Linked DNA regions of Salmo salar: region 2 is linked to region 1. A link is a contact called in public Hi-C data. All regions are on one chromosome and are shown on one strand. Each heading gives the region's core, a stretch centred on a gene start, on an enhancer-like site or on the middle of the called end of the contact. The rest is flanking DNA. Distances are from core to core; before and after follow the strand shown. Region 1 overlaps LOC106567056 (extended synaptotagmin-1). Region 2 holds the start of LOC106567055 (proliferation-associated protein 2G4).

Region 1 (5,596 bases), core at 1,358-3,857:
CAGCTTAGATAGCTCGGCCATGTCATCGGATGCAAGAGGACCGCCTGTTGCGAAAGACGCTGTACGGACAGCTACAACTGGGCCGTCGCTCTGCAGGTGGGCAGAAAAAGCAGGCTAAAGGACCAACCGAAGACATCACTATAGAAGTGTGGGATGAACTCTGCCTCCCTCCAGACTGTTGCTGCGACCTTTCCACCTGGCGCGGCCTGCTCCGGCCTCAACGGGACAGGCCTTTGCGTGCTCTGTCTGTGGCAGACTGTGTGCATCCCGCATCGGATTATACAGTCATCAGTGAACACACAAGCTGTAGTGGAAGTCAGTGTGTGTGTGTTTCAGTTAGCGGACTCACCTCACTAGCAAAGTCCGAGTCAGGGGTGGTCTGCTGGGGTCGGATGGGTACAGGTTTAGGGGCTCCACTCACTCCCCCAGGGGCCACCTCTGATGAGATACCCCCATCTCCGTGGCCTGACCCTGGGCTTAGGGGGTGAGGAGATACGGGGCTGGTAGGAGAGGCATCCTCATTTAAATACAGCACCTATATCAGGAGAGAGAAGAGAGGGAGATACTTAGTCGGAGACATACATTTTAGGACAGGTTATGCCATGGCATCACTGTGTATGTGTTCCATGTGTGTGTGTGTGTGTGTGTGTGTGTGTTTGTAGGTGTGTGTGTATATGTGTGCATACGCATGCCTGCATGCACGCGTGTGTTTGCATACTGCGTGTGCCTGCGTGGGTTTCTGTGTGCGCGCTGTGCTTCCCGTGCGCGCTTTCCTGCATTTGTGTGCGTGCTCCCCACCCACCCTCAGAACAGCGTTGATATAGATGCGGCTGGCCTGGCCAGAGTTGTCCAGCTGAAACCACTGGTCCATGCTGAGGTCAGGACTAGCCAGCAGACGGGACAGAGGGATGGACAGACTGCCCAGAGACAGAGCCCGGTCATCATCCTTCACCTGGAGGGAGGAGGAGGAGGAAGAAAGAGGGGGAGGAGGAGAGAGGCAGATGAGGAGGAGGTTGGGTGTTTCACAGAGAAAAGGTAAAAAGATGTGTGGATATGATTGACAGGTGGATAAGGGCGGATAAGGTTTGATATTCTACAACAGTGGTGTGTGTCTGTGACATCTGCAGTAAACGAGGATCCACTCGTAACCACTGTGACGTGGTTACCACTGTGACCCATTACGAGAGACAGAGATGGATAGAGAGAGACAGATGGATAGAGAGAGAGACAGAGAGAGAGACAGAGATGGATAGAGAGAGAGAGATGGAAAGAGAGAGAGAGAGAGAGAGATTGATAGAGAGAGAGATGGAAAGAGAGAGAGAGAGAGAGATTGATAGAGAGAGAGAGAGAGATGGAAAGAGAGAGAGATTGATAGAGAGAGAGAGATGGAAAGAGAGAGAGAGATGGAAAGAGAGAGAGACAGATTGATAGAGAAAGACAGCGATTGATAGAGAGAAAATAGGCTTGTGGATATCTTATTACCTGAATATCAATTTCCTGTTTGCGAGGGTCCTGGATGTAGAATGTGAAGGCAACTTCCCACACTGGGTCAGTGGTAAGATAACAAGTCTAGGAACCATAGGGGAGAGGATACAAGTGATGGAACATGAGAGAAATACACTAACCTAGAGCTTAAGGCAAATGTACACTATAGTTATTAAGACCTTCTGAGGGCCTATGGAGGTGAATTCCTACCTTACTCTCCTTGGTTGTGTCTTCTACGGACAGCTGCACCATGGGGCTGGGGTCCTTGTTACCCTTTTTCATCTGAAGCCCAACATATAAAACAGATGTGACACACACCAACAGCCAGCCACAGGGGACATAATGAAGAGAAGCTTTTGCTATTGTCACAGCTAATGGGGGGGGAGGGTCAGAACAGACAAAGACCGCAGCACTGCAGCCCAGAGCATCAGTCAGTCAGTCAGTCTGTACTCACAGGCAGGTCTTGAGCCCGGTCCAGATAGACAGCCAGGATGGCTGCAGAAGGAGGGTCTGTTGTCTTACAGGTCATATTCTGGTTCCTCTGGATAACCTGATCACCGGGGAAGACAGGGCTTTAGTGGTCCATCGCCATGACTACAGCTTAAATGCTGAAGGCGTAATGAGATTTCTATCCAACTTGCAACGGCAATGTTTACAAACTACATCACAAGCACTCCTTATTCTAAAAATGTGAGGGGAGTCTACCCAAAACCATGCAAGCATTTTATTTGACCATGGGAACATGGTAGTGATACAGTGATGTTGTGTAGTGGGCACCTCATTGAGTCGCTCAGCAGAGGACAGCAGAGAGAGCCACTCCAGACGGAGGTGAACACTGCCAGATGGTACATCCTTCAGACTAAACCACTAGTAGAGAAAGAGAGGGGGGTTTAACGAGAACTTCAGACTGAACCAATGAGTGTTGAAGAGGGGGGGTGAGTGCTTGAGGTGGAATGACAAAGATACTCATTCTAGGTGGTGGTAATCGTTTACATTTTAAAGTAGCGGTGTTTAGAGCGAATATTCTAGAATAGCCGGTACTCAAGCAGTAGACAATATGAGGTGGTGATTCTCTGTACTGATGTGCACTGGCACAGTTCAAACACTAGGGGGGGTCACGTTATTGTAGTGAGACGGTGGTGAGCCCAGAGAGCCAGAAGGAGATCAGGAGGGAGGCACACTGGGTCTGCATGACACCTGCTGCTTTAAACGGGATTACCAGATCCAACCGTAATTCAGTCTACAGCCGCGTCTTAAGGGCAGCCTTAATTCCAACTCATTCCAGCTTTTACTATCTTATACGAGATACGGACAATAGCTGGTAGAGAGAGATATACACTATACCTCAGTTAAAATTCTCATTGACTGGAGCTACTTCTAAATAGTGAAAGTAAATTACTTTTTACTGAACCAATACTATTGTGACGTGTCAGACTTACTTTCGATATGAAGTAAATAAGATGAAAAACTAAAGCATATAGCCATTAGCACTTGTAACTCACCTCGTCTAAAACTCTGGCTTTGTGTACGATATCTAGATCCATCTTGACCCTGAGAGAGAGAGAGAGAGAGAGAGAGAGAGAGAGAGAGAGAGAGAGAGAGAGAGAGAGAGAAGGAACATTACAACGTAGCACAAGTGCATTTGTAACTGCGATGGAGATGGTGTAACAGAGAAATACAGAGAAAGCGCGAGGGAATGACGACGATGCTACCTGCCCAGGAAGTCATCCTGGTTCTGGTCTTTATCAAACACCTCCACCTCCAACTCCTGACCAGGCACTTCATGGACAATCACCTGACACACACACACAGTATAAAACACATGTACACACGTAAACACCACACCAGATGACACAGTAGCAACAGTAACAGCAAACAACACGACAGACTGAATGTATATGTAGCAGAAAAGCTGTATAAAAAAAATATATATATATATTTGTACTCCGATGGAGTTGGTTAATAAAGAACGTCATTTCTTTAAAAATACAATATGACAGACACATGCGAATAGGATCAATTGAAAATATCCAAAGAGGTCCCATGTTTGATAGCTACATTATTGCAGAGCTATATAGCATCAAATATAAGGCATCTGAGTTTCTCCCAACAGCCCTGAAGTCCATGCTATCACACATACTCTGCTCCTTGTGCAAGACCGTTCATTTCTCATGATGCAGCAGAGGAAACAACTAAGAGATCAAACTAGATAAACAAAACCATCTCTATAGAAACCAAGGCCAGAGCTTCCCCTTTTCTTTGCTGCACAAAGCAGAATACGCTGCCTGAGGAAAACCTGTTTGGTCAAAACACTCTGCGAGGTAGTGCACTATTTAGGGAACAGGGTGCCATTTTGGGACGCACTTATAATATGCCCGATCTGCTCCTACCACTGTAAATATTGCTGTGTGGTTCACTGAAGTGGTATTTCTGCAATACGCAGGCCTTGTTTTTTGTGGGATTCTTACAGAGAGAAGCAGATAAAACAAACCAAGGGCAGTGCGACATGCGACATTCTCTCTCATAGCAGGCTGCAGTGGTGGAGGGCCGGTGACTCCCCTCTTAATGGACCGAAGCCTAAGACAGATGTCACACTCAGGGCTACAATCAGGTCACTACAGGGAGAAAGGCATTTACAATGGCGCTGTACAAGCAGTGAATGTCAACCCACTGGGCACAGACGTCATTTCAGCGTCTAGTTTTGATTTACATTGGGTCGAGTTGTCAACTAACATGAATTCAACGTGAAATCGAGAAGAAATGTCACCATGTCATTGGACTTATGTTCGATTTGGTAAAATTCCCTTACATTGATTACTTTTAGCAAATCCAATCAGTTTCCCACGTTGATTCAACGTCACATTGAACGTTGTTGCTGAAATGACGTGGAAACCAGTTTTCAACCAATGTTCTAATTTCATATTTTCATTTTGCTGACAATTTGCAATGTCCTCCTGAGTTGTCTTGAAAGGTGCTTGAAGTAAGGAGGATCTACTGTAACTATTTTGACTTGTTCAGTTGGTCTTTCACAGGGTTCCCAGCTGCAAGCCCCACCTCAATAACAGACACATTTAACAAGACTCATAAATATGCAATAACTAATAATGAGCTGGGGGACCAGCAACGCTCTGCGGTAGCTCTGAGTGATGAATTCAGCTTTAGACAGTCTGTGGTGTTGTATTCCATCTATTCTCCCCGCTCTCACATCTCTGAAATAATTGGTCGGAGAACTATCCCAGCTGTGCGCCTCGGAACGGTGAATATTCATCTTTAGACAGTAATGTATCAGTTTTCCCCCCTCTCACATCTCTGTCTTCTCAATCACTCTCTGTCCGTCTTCCACTCTTTCTCAATCTTCTCTCTCTCTCGTCACCTCAAACATTTTCTCTCTTGTCACCTCAAACATCTCTCTCTCTTTCCTCTCGTCACCTCAAACATCTCTCTCTCTTTCCTCTCTTGTCACCTCAATCATCTCGCTCTCTCACCTCATACATCTCTCTCCACTGTGGGTTGAGGTTGCTGTCCACGGTGTGTGATGTGAAGGTCTGTGTGCCCACACGCAGCACGGCATACGGATCAGACTTCCCGTCGATTATCCCCTTAATGACCGTATCCTTGGCTGTCAGCTCCTCAGCCTCCAGCAGGTGGATACGCACCACTCCCTGACAGACCGACAGAGAGGCATGATTAACACACAGTCTACATTTCGCCGTCCACTGGTTCCCACATTCTGCAGCTTTGCCCTGAGACATGGCTGTGAACTCCTACAGTCATATGTCTCAGTACAATCGGGTGTTTATCTACGTCAGTCATACAAGTAGGGTCAGTCAATCTGTTGTGTTTTGTAAATGCTTCAGTCTGAGTCTGACTCTCCAGGACAGGTGATTGAGTATTTCAGTGGTGTTACCCGTGGGAGAGGGGAGCGGAGCTGCGCAACGTGCAGGTTGGCCACCAGGGGGATAGTGAGGCGGTTGGGGAGGACCAGGTACGAGGCTATAGCATCCATTATCTTAGTGTCCGACATGGCACTGCAAATGAATGCAAGGGTGGTGTTGGGGACACACAGAGATGGGAAACAAACAAATAGACAAAGACTATATACTACTGCTGA
Region 2 (5,432 bases), core at 2,257-4,756, 34 kb after region 1:
TGTCCCTCACCTTGCCTTCTCCGGTGCTGATGAGCACATCCACGGCGTACACCTCATGCACCTCGAACTCAGCCTTCTCGTGGTCCTTCCTACAGAGACAGAGAGAGTGAGAGCAACAAGGCCATTAATAATTCAACCTTATTTGTCCCCTAAGAGCAACTACTATTAGTAATTCATTGGGTGCTTCAGACACAACAAAGACACGAGAAACATAGCTTTGAGATATGCGTCGGGTAAGTAATACTAAACAAGCCAGAGATCTGGGACTAACAGATCATGTCTTCAATTCACCTCTGCTGGTCCGTGGGGTTCTGAATGATGGTTTTCTCTCCGTCAATAACGTGCTGCTTCAACTGATGGGACAGCATGCCTGAGGAGAGAGTGTTACACTGGAATAAAAACACGGTATGCTATTTCGCAAGCTACCAGTAGAAGATGTAAGGGATTGAATGTACTGTGTATGAATATGGCAGTAGGGCGCCAACTAGGTTAAATGGCAAGCGGTGACTCACTCACCCTCTATGGCTGAGCATTTGAATGACTTGGCGATCTTGTTCCAGGCCTCTGTGACCTGCGAGTTCTGAACGAGAGAGATAAACATCCTAAAAAGTTAAAACAGCTATGAATCCAATGATGGAAATACTGTACCGTCACAACGATACCAACTTGATTTGTTTGTTAAGCTTTTCTTTCCAAACCGGGTCACTGGGTCCCTGACTAGCCTGGTCCCAGATCTGTTTGTGCTATACAGCCAACTCAAACCGTAGGAGTTGGCGATAAAACACAGCCAGATCCAGGACCAGGCTAGTCCCTGACCGTCCACTCAGTAAAGCGCTAACGCAGCACCTCACCTGGTTTCCAGGTTTGACCAGCCTGAGGGCGGCCTCTGCACACAGGTGTGCCGCTATGATCACGTCGGCCTTACGCCCCGTCAACGGAGCATCCTGATGAAGAGAAGAAAATCAAAAACAGGATGTGAAGGTGACGCAAAATCCTCTTCCTAACGTTACGTGACTGTTGCACTACGCGCATTAAAAACATGTCTGATGTGCTGCGCGTCCATCTCTGTTAATATCCGTATGCTGGCATTTCTGTGTGACATCTGCACTCTCGCTAACGTCAACGCAAACAACGATTGAGGTGCTACTACCTTGGTCACTCCCACCACAAAGCTGTGAGCCAGGTTTGAGATGAAGCCGTCCACGTGCACCCCCAGGTCACTGCACAGGCAACACAAGAATAACACAGTCCCACAGTGACTCAAGACCATCAGACTGGCCCGTGCATTGACATGGGAAGGGGTAGTCTCCCAACAGTTGAATAGGGCCAGCAATACAGAAAAGGCACAGGTACAGCCTCATTAACAATTCAATACAACGTTCCTACATTTTGACGAGGTCGCCGTCCTTCAGTACGATCTCAGGGTCACTCTTCAGCGGAGAGAAGTGGCACACGCAGTTGTTGACAGACACGCTGGTTGGGAAAGCAATACCTGAGGGTGCCAATAAAGTACAGACATTTAATTACATTGAATAGTGTCAGCAAGTCATTTTCCATGCACTGTCTGCACAAGAGAATATCAAGTGTTTTCCTTGATTCCTTGTCTCCTCACTTCCTTCTGACGTTTTGAGGAGGCAAGGTGAAAGGATGAGTAAGCGAGGATAAGACTTGAGATTCAACTTTTCTTCAGTCAAAAAGTAAACTACAAAACTCTATAAAAGCTACTTGACTTCACTCAGTCATGACAAGGCAAATTATTGAATTAACCAATGAGATGAGGCCCATACCTTTTTTCAGGTCCTTCTCCTTCCTGAAGACCTTTCCAGTTTCAGCCATGATGAAGGCATCTCCCTTCGCACAGAGGCTGACTACTGTCTCACCAGCCTTGGCTGCCTCCACCACAGCCTTCAGGGCCTCTGGATAGGAAAGGACAGAACAGAGGTTAAGTAAGTAAGCTTTAAGTATTTAGTATTAGGATCAGGGAAGATGACTGATGGAGACCTTGATAAGGCAAGGCCGTGGATATTGACACTTTTAAATCTGCTTGTCGAATAGCATTTCACTGTTATCCTGCTAGTAGTCTACACCAGTTGTTTACAAAACATTCCATGAGGAAAATATAAGATTCTTGTCATTGAAGCAAAGTGCATAAAGATCCCTTCCCAGCAGCATTATGGGGGATCATCAGGATTTACATCAATTCCAAGGAACACACTTCAAGGTCTTCAATGTTGATGCACGGGGAGTATATCATCGCTATAGGTGGGTGCACAGGGAGTAACGTTATTGCATAGCCGCTAGCTATAGCTGTGTTACAGGTCTGAGGCAATGCATTGCCACTGAACCGACAGGTGCTGATGGTAATTGTGCCGACAGGTAACCGGTGTGAAATTGGTAGCTTAGTTAGCGTTGCGCGATGACGTCACTCGCGCCGAGACCTTGAAGACGTTTCTCTTGCTCTGTGAAAGGGCCGCAGCTTTTGTGGCGCGATAGGTAACCATGCTTCATGGGTGACTTGTAGATGTGTGCTGAGGGTCCCTAGTTCAAGCCCAGGTTGGGGGGGACGGACGCAAGACTGTTACATATACAATGAGAGAATAGGTTTATTGAGAAAACGATTCACTTGCTGCTGACAGTTCAGGATGATTGACAGCATGCATGAGATGAGCGCTGGGGGGAAAAAACGACCTCTTTGCTTTGCGTTTAACAGCTGTGCTACGTAGCTAGCAAGTTGGCTTAGCTACATGAGCTAGTTGAAATAACTCTGGCAATTAACTGACTAAACTTTGCAAATAAGTAACTAGGTAGATGTAACTGGATCATAACTTGTTCAGAAGGCAGTTTGTCGACCAGTTAGTTTTACCAGCAGTGACAACTTCCCAGGCAGTGCATTGAATCTTAGCTAGTTAGCTCACTAGCGGCATGTCAGTTAGCCACCATCATTTAGCCACTTTAGCTAACTAGTAGTTACATAAGTGCATGTATAGACTAACTTTAGTATTAGCTAGCAATAATATGCTAACTCGTGGCTACGATTTCTCTACGACACGGGCAAAATGCTAGCCCCGACGAGTCATTGATTTATCGCTAGCGAGCAACACAGCACATGGCTGCATTGTGATAGATGAATATGCTAGCTAGTCACCTCTGCATACAATCAGTGGACTCGGTCACGTTTAAACTCAATCAACATGTTCATATTCACTTACGGTTGGCAATCTCGGCACCCATTTTGTACTTGGTGACGACCAAATCATCGGCGATTGTCTGCTCTTGTGGATCGTCGTCTCCAGACATATTTTCGGTAGCTCTTTCTCACTCAAAGTAACTTTTTTTTTTTCGCGGGTTTCAGCTACAGTCTGGACCACGCTGCCTGGTCTGCTCTCTCCTCCGCGGTTTGTAGCCCAGGCCCAAAACGCCTGAGACCCCTCCTACTGGCGGACAACGTCCCACGCCATGCGTGCACGCTGAGCACCGAATTGAATAACATTTTTTTTTATCGCTACATGTAGGCCTTATTCAGTAGTCATTCGATGTTGGCCTGGTACCGTTCTTCCGTATTATATTATCTGCATATCTACATTACTATGACTAATCAAAAAATAGTGTATGCAAATCTCGACTTGCTTTTCTCTCGCTGTCAATGTTCAATTTAATTTAAGGGCTTTATTGGCATGATAAACGTATGTTTGCATTGCCAAAGCAAGTGAAACAGATAATTAACAAAAGTGAAAAAAAACAATCAAAAAATTACAGTAAACATTACCCTCGCAAAAGTTCCAAATGTCAAAGTATGTTTATATACAGTGTTGTAATGATGTGCAAGTAGTTAAAGTACAAAAGGGAAAATAAATAAACATAAATATGGGTTGTATTTACAATGGTGTTTGTTCTTCACTGGTTGCCCTTTTCTTGTGGCAACAGGTCACATATATTGCTGCTGTGATGACACACTGGTATTTCACCCAGTAAATATGGGAGTTTATCAAAATTGGATTTGTTTTTGAATTCTTTGTGGGTCTGTAATCTGAGGGAAATATGTGTATCTAATATTGTCATACATTTGGCAGGAGGTTAGGAAGTGCACAGTGGTCAGTCACAGTAGCCAGGTATTCTGCCACTGTGTACTCTGTATGTCAAGTAATTATTATGATTTGGTTGAGTCTAATTGTGTTGCTGTCCTGGGGCTCTGTGGGGTCTGTTTGTGTTTGTGAACAGAGCCCCATGACCAGCTAGCATAGGGGGCTCTTCTCCAGGTACATTTTCTGTAGGTGATGGCTTCGTTATGGAAGGTTTGCAAATCGCTTTAGGTGGCTTTAGAATTTAATGGCTCTTTTCTAGATTTTGATAATTAGCGGGTAACGGCCTAATTCTGCTCTGCATACATTATTTGGTGTTTTACGTTGTACACAGAGGATATTTTTGCAGAATTCCGCATGCAGAGTCTCAATTTGGTGTTTGTCCCATTTTGTGAATTCTTGGTTGGTGAGTGGACCCCAGACCTCACAACCATAAAGGGCAATGGGTTCTAATGGATCCTAATTGGTATGTCAAATTGTATGTTCCTTTTGATGGCATAGAAGGCCCTTCTTGCCTTGTCTCTCAGATAGATAGTTCACAGCTTTGTGGAAGTTACCTGTGGCGCTGATGTTTAGGCCGAGGTATGTATAGTTTTTTGTGTGCTCTAGGGCAATGGTGTCTAAATAGAATTTGTATTCGTGGTCCTGGCAACTAGACCTTTTTTGGAACACCATTATTTTTGTCTTACTGAGATTTACTGTCAGGGCCCAGGTCTGGCTGAATCTGTGCAGAAGATCTAGATGCTGCTATAGGCCCTCTTTGGTTCGGGACAGAAGCACCAGATCATCAGCAAACAGTAGACATTTGACATCAGATTATAGTAGGGTGAGACCGGGTGCTGCAGTCTGTTCTAGTGCCCTCGCCAATTCGTTGATATATATATGTTGAAGAGGGTGGGGCTTAAGCTGCATCCCTGTCTCACCTCCCGGCCCTGTGGAAAGAAATGTGTGTGTTTTTTGCCCATTTTAACCGCACAATTGTTGTTTGTGTACATGGATTTTATAATGTTGTATATTTTTCCCCCAACACCACTTTCCATCAATTTGCCCTCATGCCAAATGGAGTCGAAAGCTTTTTTGAAATCAACAAAGCATGAGAAGACTGCTTTGTTTTGGTTTGTTTGTTTGTTTGTTTGTCAATTAGGGTGTGCAGCGTGAACACGTGGTCTGTCGTACGGTAATTTGGTAAAAAGTCAATTTGACATTTTCTCAGTCCCTTGTTTTCACTGAGGAAATGTGCAAGTCTACTGTTAATGATAATGCAGAGAATTTTACCATGGTTGCTGTTGACGCATAACCCACTGTAGTTATTGGGGTGAAATTTGTCTCCACTTTGTGCATTAGGGTGATGAG

Evidence for each region. Hi-C and Micro-C count contacts between places; a contact is called where the count stands out from the background.
Region 2: a contact with region 1 is called in a Hi-C map of gill, with 3 times the contacts expected there. The contact joins the promoter of LOC106567055 here to the enhancer-like site in region 1. A contact is called at or near these places in 3 of 3 Hi-C or Micro-C datasets (blood, gill and muscle).

The regions. Positions count from the first base shown.
Region 1 is chrssa13:41,883,169-41,888,764 of Ssal_v3.1, forward strand. LOC106567056 (extended synaptotagmin-1) reads right to left here. Exons shown (of 31, transcript XM_014135893.2): 8 at 5,393-5,513; 9 at 4,971-5,147; 10 at 3,198-3,280; 11 at 2,988-3,036; 12 at 2,263-2,352; 13 at 1,940-2,035; 14 at 1,696-1,767; 15 at 1,483-1,569; 16 at 803-952; 17 at 350-535. Among protein-coding and RNA genes, the nearest start is that of LOC106567056, 11 kb to the right of the region's middle. Within about 2 kb of position 2,608, at least 3 of the 13 cell types and tissues checked have an H3K27ac peak or open chromatin away from gene starts, as enhancers often do.
Region 2 is chrssa13:41,916,122-41,921,553 of Ssal_v3.1, forward strand. LOC106567055 (proliferation-associated protein 2G4) reads right to left here and starts at 3,507. Exons shown (of 13, transcript XM_014135890.2): 1 at 3,210-3,507; 2 at 1,788-1,916; 3 at 1,387-1,492; 4 at 1,151-1,220; 5 at 852-944; 6 at 517-580; 7 at 292-370; 8 at 11-89. The coding sequence starts at 3,297.